Linked DNA regions of Zea mays: regions 1 and 2 are each linked to region 3. A link is a contact called in public Hi-C data. All regions are on one chromosome and are shown on one strand. Each heading gives the region's core, a stretch centred on a gene start, on an enhancer-like site or on the middle of the called end of the contact. The rest is flanking DNA. Distances are from core to core; before and after follow the strand shown.

What was found. A called contact is a pair of places that touch in the nucleus more often than the background predicts.
Region 1: a contact with region 3 is called in a Hi-C map of leaf, with 6 times the contacts expected there. The contact joins two enhancer-like sites. A contact is called at or near these places in 2 of 25 Hi-C or Micro-C datasets (ear and leaf).
Region 2: a contact with region 3 is called in a Hi-C map of leaf, with 5 times the contacts expected there. The contact joins the promoter of LOC100192813 here to the enhancer-like site in region 3. A contact is called at or near these places in 6 of 25 Hi-C or Micro-C datasets (bundle sheath, ear, leaf and 1 more).

Annotation. Positions count from the first base shown.
Region 1 is chr7:84,460,195-84,462,928 of Zm-B73-REFERENCE-NAM-5.0, forward strand. It overlaps LOC100280067, which reads right to left. Exons shown (of 19, transcript NM_001361016.1): 16 at 2,494-2,629; 17 at 1,695-1,778; 18 at 1,532-1,624; 19 at 856-1,372. The coding sequence ends at 1,127. Among protein-coding and RNA genes, the nearest start is that of LOC100280067, 13 kb to the right of the region's middle. Within about 2 kb of position 1,282, at least 6 of the 20 cell types and tissues checked have an H3K27ac peak or open chromatin away from gene starts, as enhancers often do. A contact at or near this core is called in ear and leaf, where this site is marked.
Region 2 is chr7:83,271,508-83,274,207 of Zm-B73-REFERENCE-NAM-5.0, forward strand. It overlaps LOC100192813, which reads left to right and starts at 1,271. Exons shown (of 3, transcript NM_001138006.2): 1 at 1,271-1,461.
Region 3 is chr7:83,835,379-83,838,078 of Zm-B73-REFERENCE-NAM-5.0, forward strand. No RefSeq gene overlaps it. Among protein-coding and RNA genes, the nearest start is that of LOC103632521, 26 kb to the left of the region's middle. Within about 2 kb of position 1,358, at least 14 of the 20 cell types and tissues checked have an H3K27ac peak or open chromatin away from gene starts, as enhancers often do. A contact at or near this core is called in bundle sheath, ear, leaf and 1 more, where this site is marked.

The sequences.
Region 1 (2,734 bases), core at 32-2,531, 620 kb after region 3:
AAATCTCACAACCGCTCATTAGATTTGAACCAAGCTAATGAAAATTCATGAATGAACTACAATTGTGAAGAGTGCAACTCGGTTTGTTAACGAGACAGCTCGAGCTGAGTTCAAGCCAGCTCATTAGCTTAAATGAGCTAGCATTTGTGAGCAAAACAAAGCCTCCACTTGTGTTGGATGAACTAATAAGTGATGTACTGCATTAATTAGGTGTTGAATTCATGTGGTATGTGAAATTATGAGTACTATTACTCTATTCAAGTGTTAAATTGATCTAGAATTAATTAGTGATTGATTATATTGTTGTGTAATATATACATATTGTTTTTTGTTGTAGCTCACAAGCTAAACGTGCCAGCTCGAGCTCGCAAATGAGTCGAGCCGAGCTGGTTTTCTGGCTCGATTTCTTAACGAGCCGAGTTAGCTCGTTAACTTAATGAGCCAGCTCGAGCCCAACGTGCCGAGCCAAAGTGGCACCATATCTAGCCCTACCAAAGACGACGCAAAGGACAAGGGCCATCCCGCCGACCATACTGCTAAGAGGGCTCGGATTCATCTCTTATCACAACAACTACGTGACAACCCTTGTACTCCTGGGCTTCCCCTTGCGACTATAAAAGGTGGAATCTAGGATCTCCGAAGGGGGGAGAAAAAACACAACACTTGACCGCTCACTCCATTCCTGGTATTGGCACCGGCCTTAATCATTTAGAGATTTAGGACCTACTCCTGTCTCGACTAGCTTGTATCACCTACTATGAGCACCTATGTGTAAGATAATATAAATCTCATCCACCATCGCTAGAATTATGGTCTTCTCTTGCACAAATTCACTTGTTGGTTGGGACCCTCTGGTTAAAACACCGACACATAACAGTAGCCAGTAGACACAAGCAAACAGTCTTCATCGGTACAATTCATTTCAATTCACAGAATTCTGGATTCCGTAGCAATAACAACACTTAGTCAGCTACCCCGAAGATAGAGGCCTAAATAGATAGAGGCCTTATTTCCTGGCACTTATTCAGAACAACTTTGAGCAAGTCCATAATAAGCCTAAACACGGAGGCATCATGCAGGGCACTGTCCATCTGCCTCTTCAAATTGACAACTGTAAGTGGAAGCTCTAAGAAGGAGCGCCAAGGTAAGACGCCAGCCGCAGGATGTCGCAGAAGACGCCACCCGCAGTCACCTCCGCGCCCGCGCCTGGGCCCCGCACGATTAGCGGCTGCTCCTTGTACCTCGAGGTGGTGAATGCGATGATGTTGTCGGAGCCGGAGAGCTGCGCGAACGGGTGGTCCCTCTTGTACCTACGTAGCTCCACCTGTCCCCTCTTGTTCACCGTATCCACCACTCCAACGTAACGCAGGACCTTCAGATGGAATAAGGGAAGGGAATCTGAATCACCTCTGCTCAAGTAATGTTGGAAATATGCAGGCGAGAATGGATCCAACAAAGCAAAAGCTAGATCTCATAACATCGCACAATCCAATTGTCATATATATCCCGAAAGAGAGGTCTGTCTACTCACTTCGTCTGCAGCATCAGCATCACTGCGTTGCCTGGCCCAGTCCTCGTCAAAGGATGGTAGCTTCTGCATGAATTCATCTGCTGACGAGCATGCCTGTGTGATAAAAACAAATTAGGGAGAGTGAAATACAAGGCATTATTTGCTAAGAGGAGAATCATCTTACTGCAAGTGTTTCTGGCACAAGGCTCTTCACAGGAATATCAGAAAGTTCAAGCCTCAAACCTGATTCCCTTGCAAGGATAATGACCTATTCCAATAGGGAAAAGAAGTATGAGTAACTAATAAAGGATGAGGGAAAATAAAGTACAATAGATGTAATTTTGGTTCTCTGCTTTTGAAATCAATCAAAAAGTGTGAAGCTGAGGGCATAACAATCTTTTCTTCCTCATCTAGTATTCTAGTGTCCTGGATACAAAAACTACAAATTTGTGATGGCCTAAGGACAAATCAAACATAATAATGTCCTACAAGCAAAGCCATACTTTTTTTCTCGAAAAAAACGTAGGAGGACTGCGTTTTAGATATATATTAAGAAGAGAGAGACAAGGGTCTAAAGAGACCTAAAAAAACAACGCACTCCTTATGGAGGTCAGTAACACTCGTACATGAAAGGATCCATAAAAACACACACACTCCCTACAACAACCTATGTTGGGGGGGGGGGCAGCCAAGGAGAGCCCTTTGGCTCCAGCAATTTCCCAGCAAAGCCATACTCTTCAGTGTCCAAAACACACTTTCCCCATTATCTCTGGTCATATCCTCAACCTTTTAGTTTTATATGTTCTGTAAGGACTCTTGCTGATCCATCCATAATACAGATAGCATAAATTGTCCCATTCAATGAAAAAAAGAAAAATAATCAGAAACTGTCTACTGTGCTGATAAATTGAAAAAACAGTGCCCAGTGTATAGGAAAGAATAAGTATGATATTCAATAACCGTTTGACAGAAACAGGGTCCACCTTTCGGGCAACATCAGTTCCAGATAGATCATCTCTTGGGTCAGGTTCAGTGTATCCCGCCTCTTTTGCTTCAGCAACGACATCACTGAATGCCCTTGTTCCTTCGAAATTATTAAATATATAACTCAAAGTTCCACTGCAAAACAACTTCTGTGTCAGCCATCAATAGATTGATACTGAATTTATTGAATAAAGAATGATACTGAATTTATTGAATAAAGAATGATACGGTTTGGTTGGT
Region 2 (2,700 bases), core at 21-2,520, 560 kb before region 3:
AACATCACACCAAACAGAGGAATATAATGCATGATAATATTCTATGCATCCTAACGAGACCAGGGGTTCGAGAATCACTAAATTCGGAGTTACGGTTAACGAGTTACGATTTTCCGAAGTTATTAAGTGTTTGGTACAGAATAAACTAGGTGGGTAACTTTAGCTCAGTTAAAGTGCAAATAGGGAGATGAATAGAAAGAATGGTTGGAGAAGAGGAGAAATATAGAGAGGAATAAAAGAGGGAGTGGTATTTAAAAATGAATAGAATGAACGGATAGAGGAAGATGATAAGAGCAATGGTTGGAATCAGCCTAAAGGGCACAATTGAATGTGACATTTTCTTCTCCCATTTTTCCTTGACAAAATATAGTTTAGGACTTTTTAGTCCATTAATTGCGGAACTAATTCTTAAATGAGTAATTTTTGTTGGCCAAAATCTAATTTGTTTTGTTTGGAAACATGGACTAATATCTAAAAATATTCTTAAATAACGACTCTTCTTGAAGAGAAGAGTGAAACCATGCAAGATAAGAAAAAGAATAGGATACATGGGAGAATAGTTTAGGCCATCTTCAGCAGCTTACTTATACTCATACCCATATTTAAACTACACTCTATAAATATTGTAATCTACAATGTAAAACGATGCAAAATAATGTTTTAGTGACCATATAGGTGCAATGTACAGTAGTTCACCCATATGGTTACAAAAACATATTTTGCACTATTTTGCATTATAGATTGTATTATTTGTATAATGTAGTTTGAATATGGGTACAAGTAAGCTGTTGGAGATGATTACTTTTACTCATTAATAAAATATAACTAGTTACATGTCCGTACATTACCACAATTTATATATATTATATAGATAGATCTTCTTAAATAAAATATTTCTTTAAATACGATTATATTTTATTTCTAAATTATTAGTATAATATCTGTTCTTCATATAACACAAACAAATATGAGTTACAGTGGTAAAAGCCAAGTGCTATGTACCAAACGAGCACTGTTTAAATCTTTCCTCCATACTTTACTTTTAGATATTCCATACGAGAGTAAATTTATTCGCTCCCTGCACTCTCGCGGGAGGAGGCGACGCACAAACACATGCTTAAATATAGTAGAGATTAGAAAATAGTAAAATTTACTCCACTCATTAAACTTGTGTTCAAATGACTAGGATTGATCTTTACTAGACGACTAGCCAACGACTAGCCATTAACACAGAGTAGACCATTACCCTGACATATTTTGTAGAGCTAGTGAACCTAGCAGAAATCGATTAAAATAATACGCAGCAGCCGATTGCACTCGACCAAGAGAAGCAACGACTGCATCTCTGGTCTCCCACGCCTATAATCCCATTCCCCTCCTTCAAAGCCCTGCGGCGATTTCGATTCTTCCCTTCTATCTCCAGGTATACCCATCGGAGCAGCACTGACAAAAATTCTCCAGGTACGACTTGTTTCACATCTCTCTAGATTTATTAGATTAGAATCTACTTATTGCTCGTCGGGTTCATGATGTAGTGCGATCTGACATGCTTCAGTTCGGCTAGCTGCTTAATTGTGAGGTTTACTTGGGTGCAGGAACTCCAAGAATTCATCTGGTTAGTGCCTGAGAACAATAGTCAATGTTTGATTCGTCTAGGATTGGGGTTGACTTTGAGGAAAAGGAGGAAGGAACTGATGATTAAAAGCCTTTCGCTGAAACTTATCTGTTTCTTTTCTACCTTTACAGAATCTTGAAATTCTGAGAGCGGTCCGGTTTTGAATATCCACAAAGATTCAATGTTTATTATCCGGAAATTTCAAATAAAAAGATTAGGAAATTTAGCTCTGCACTAACTAATTAGGAGTCTTAGTTTATGATTGCACAGGACCTAGGTCCAATTATTGTGAAATCTACATTCAAAAAAATTTGATTAGTAGTTTCCATACTCCTACCTGAATTTTATCTAACAACTTTTCATCTCACTCTACATTGAGCTTTGCTATACTGACCATTTTGCTGAAAGAACTCAAATCTTTTATGCTAACATCTTAAGGGGGGAATGCAAACAGCTTGACTTTTGGGGGAAAATTGAAGATCAGACCTCTCTTTTCTATTTGCCGTATTGATTGAGTTGTTTTTGCTTGGTTTTGAATAGCTAAGCTTGGATATACATCGGCAATCAAAATATGCTTAGTTCAAAGTATGTGCAAACGGGTTAACAGTATGCCTAGTTATTTGTATTCATGATATTTTTGCTAAAAACATCTTTCTTTGAACTTCCTTTGATAATGTCAAATATTGAATGCAATGGTATCATACTGGACATGTGTAAATCTAGCTAGATGTCAAAGTGCTAAGTGATAACAGCTACTTACGAGAATATGATTCAGTCTATCTTCAATATCTAGTTAGTACTTCCTCTCTTCCAAATCATAAGTTACTTAGGCTTTGTCGTTAGTCAAACTTCTCTAACTTGGACCAAGTTTTCTGAAAAAAGATGTTCACATCTACAAGTTCAAATAAATGCAACTATCAAAAACTCGGCCAAGGAGGGTAAGACCATCCTTGTGGTATTTCATTAATAGAACGTTGCGGCAACGGTCCCGACTGAGAAACCCCCGAACCCTGTCCTCCTATCACTAATGGGCCGATTCAAGCTACTCACTCTGCAAAGGCCCACCTAGGCCCGAGGGTGGCGCA
Region 3 (2,700 bases), core at 108-2,607:
TAGCATATATATAACCTCACCCTAGTTAGATTGCAGAACAACATATATATAAAATGCTTAAAAATATTTTATTTTTTGTAGATATCACATCACTCGTGGAACAAATTAATCCTATACACATGTCCAGGAATATTATAGGGATATAGCATCGTCCCAATGAAAAGAGATAGAATAGATATCATCACATCACATGCATACAATGCATCACGGAATTTAAGCAGCGCGCCCATAGATCTCGGTTGCTTCTGTTGACTTTGCTGATCGAGATGTTGGGCTTGTTTTTATGCGGAGGCCCAGAAAACTTGGTCTTCTGGGTTGTTTGTTTGTTATTTCTTTCACATGATAGTGAGTGGCAAGGTGACATATGGCAATGCATAAATGCAGCTCGAACCAGCTTCTGCTAGTGCATGTGGAGCTAGCAGTAGTTTCTAGGCATGCATGCTGCCGCTTTGCTATACATCGACGACGAGACTACTCGCAATATTTTGGACCAATGCACATCACGACAAGGTCTCAGGGAAATTAACTGTAAAAGCACATGATAATAAGCAGTGTACGTAGTGTGTTAGAGCACCAAAAGTCCCAGATCGGCGCCAACACGTAGTTCTGCTGGAGAATTATATAATTATCCTCACCAAACCAATTCAGCTAAACTCTGTGCAGAATTGTTTTCCATGTAATGTAAAAGGTTTAGCGCGTGGCACGATCTATTCTTTTCGTACCAAAATAGCTGGCGTCAAAGGATTCAAGTTTTTATCTTCAAATAATTGTGTTTTTCTCATTTCTAGCTCAATGCACATTTCTCTTATTTTAATATATATTTTCTTTTTCTCAATACATCTCTATGACCTATCTCTATTTCTCTTTATCTCTCTCCAAGTTTTCTGTGCATCACACTATTTTTCTTCTCCTAATAAATTTCCGTGTCCAAACTAAAACCTTACTCCCTCCGGTTTCCTATTAGTTGTCGTTTAGAACAACGACACGGTCTCCAAAATATAACTTTGACCAATATTTTTTGTTAAAATACAAATTAACTCTTAATACATTTATACTTTTATAAAAGTACTTTTTATGAAAAATTGACGCATATAAATATTAGGTTCCAAAACTAAATAACAAAATAGTTATTTGTAGTCAAAATTTTATAAGTTTGACTCGAACCTTATCCAAAACGACAACTAATAGGAAATCGGAGGGAGTAACTACATTGGAACGGTGCAGACGTGAAGTGGGAGTAAAATAGCTATAGTCTTCTCTGTAATAAATTGCATGTACACAATGGTGTATATCAGTTGCCCCCGAGAGAACAAGCGGGGTACACAAGTGTCGCATAGGGCATGCTTGCTGCTTGGTGTGTGAGGCCCAAATCATGTCGCTCGCTCGTCAGTAGGAAAAAAAAAGAAAGCGGGCCTAAAAGGCCCAGTCCAGAAGAATGAAATGATCGTGAAAGGTGTTGATCTAAGGTTTTGCCGTTTCATGAACAGTCATGGATCGGAAAAGGTTAAAAGAATCAAAAGAGTTCATAATCAAAACAAGAGGGAATCGTTGTGCTTACACTTCCCCGTTTTAATAAATAAAAAAGAATATATGTAGATTATTTTTTTTCAAAATATAGTATCAATGTATGCATGCTCGTACACTATCTTTATAAACACTTACACATACATTCTACTCCCTCCGTTCTTTTTATTTGTCGCAGCTTAGTTCAAAAAAGAACTAGCGGACGACAAATATTCGAAAACAGAGATAATATATTTCTATATGTTGGGGGCCTTCATCTTCCGAAGGTCCTCAAAAACATGATTAACAATGTTCCCCAAGTATAATATATGTACAGGAACCCTCGGACTCGGGATGAAGCTATTTACAATATGAAAAGCATGATTGGGATGAAGGTCGAATCAGCTCCGAAGCTACGCGCGAGGAATCTTCGGCTCAGTAGCAGAAAAAGAACCGACTTAAATAGGAAAAGGTTATTTAGTTCTCGATAGATTGTCCTTATGTCAATAGTAAATATGAAGGGCATGAATGTAATTTTACACAGGCTGCGCCCTGTGCTTATAAATAGATGAACAGTACCCTCGTACTATTCACGCTAATTTGTACTTGCTTGTGCATCACACTTGTACTTTCACCTTCTGTCAGGCCGAAGGTACAAATGTAATTCAATATTGTTTCTGTTTTTCTATGATAATATAATGAAGATGAGTTAATAATGTTATGTGATGGTTCATGTTGTTTCTTATATTTCATAGGCTTCTTCTTTTATTAACATATACTGCGATGATGAAGGTATGTCCTTCATAACCTTCGTCTAAAGATCATTATATCCTAAGGGAAATAATGCTTCGAAAGACGAATGATATTAACCTTTATATATTTTTTCTTTTCTCAAAACATCCTATGACCTATCTCTATTTCTCTTTATCTCCCTCCTAGTTTTCTGTGCATCACACTATTTTGCTTCTTCTAATAAACTACTTTGGAACGGTGCAGTAGTGGGAGTAAAATGGCTAGTGTCTTCTCTCTAATAAATTGCATGTACACAATGCTGCATATCAGTTGCCCACGAGAGAACAAGCGGGGGTACACAAGTGTCGCATAGGGCATGCTTGCTGCTTGGTGTGTGAGGCCCAAATCATGTCGCTCGTCAGTAGGGAAAAAAAAAGAAAGCGGGCCTAAAAGGCCCAGTCCAGA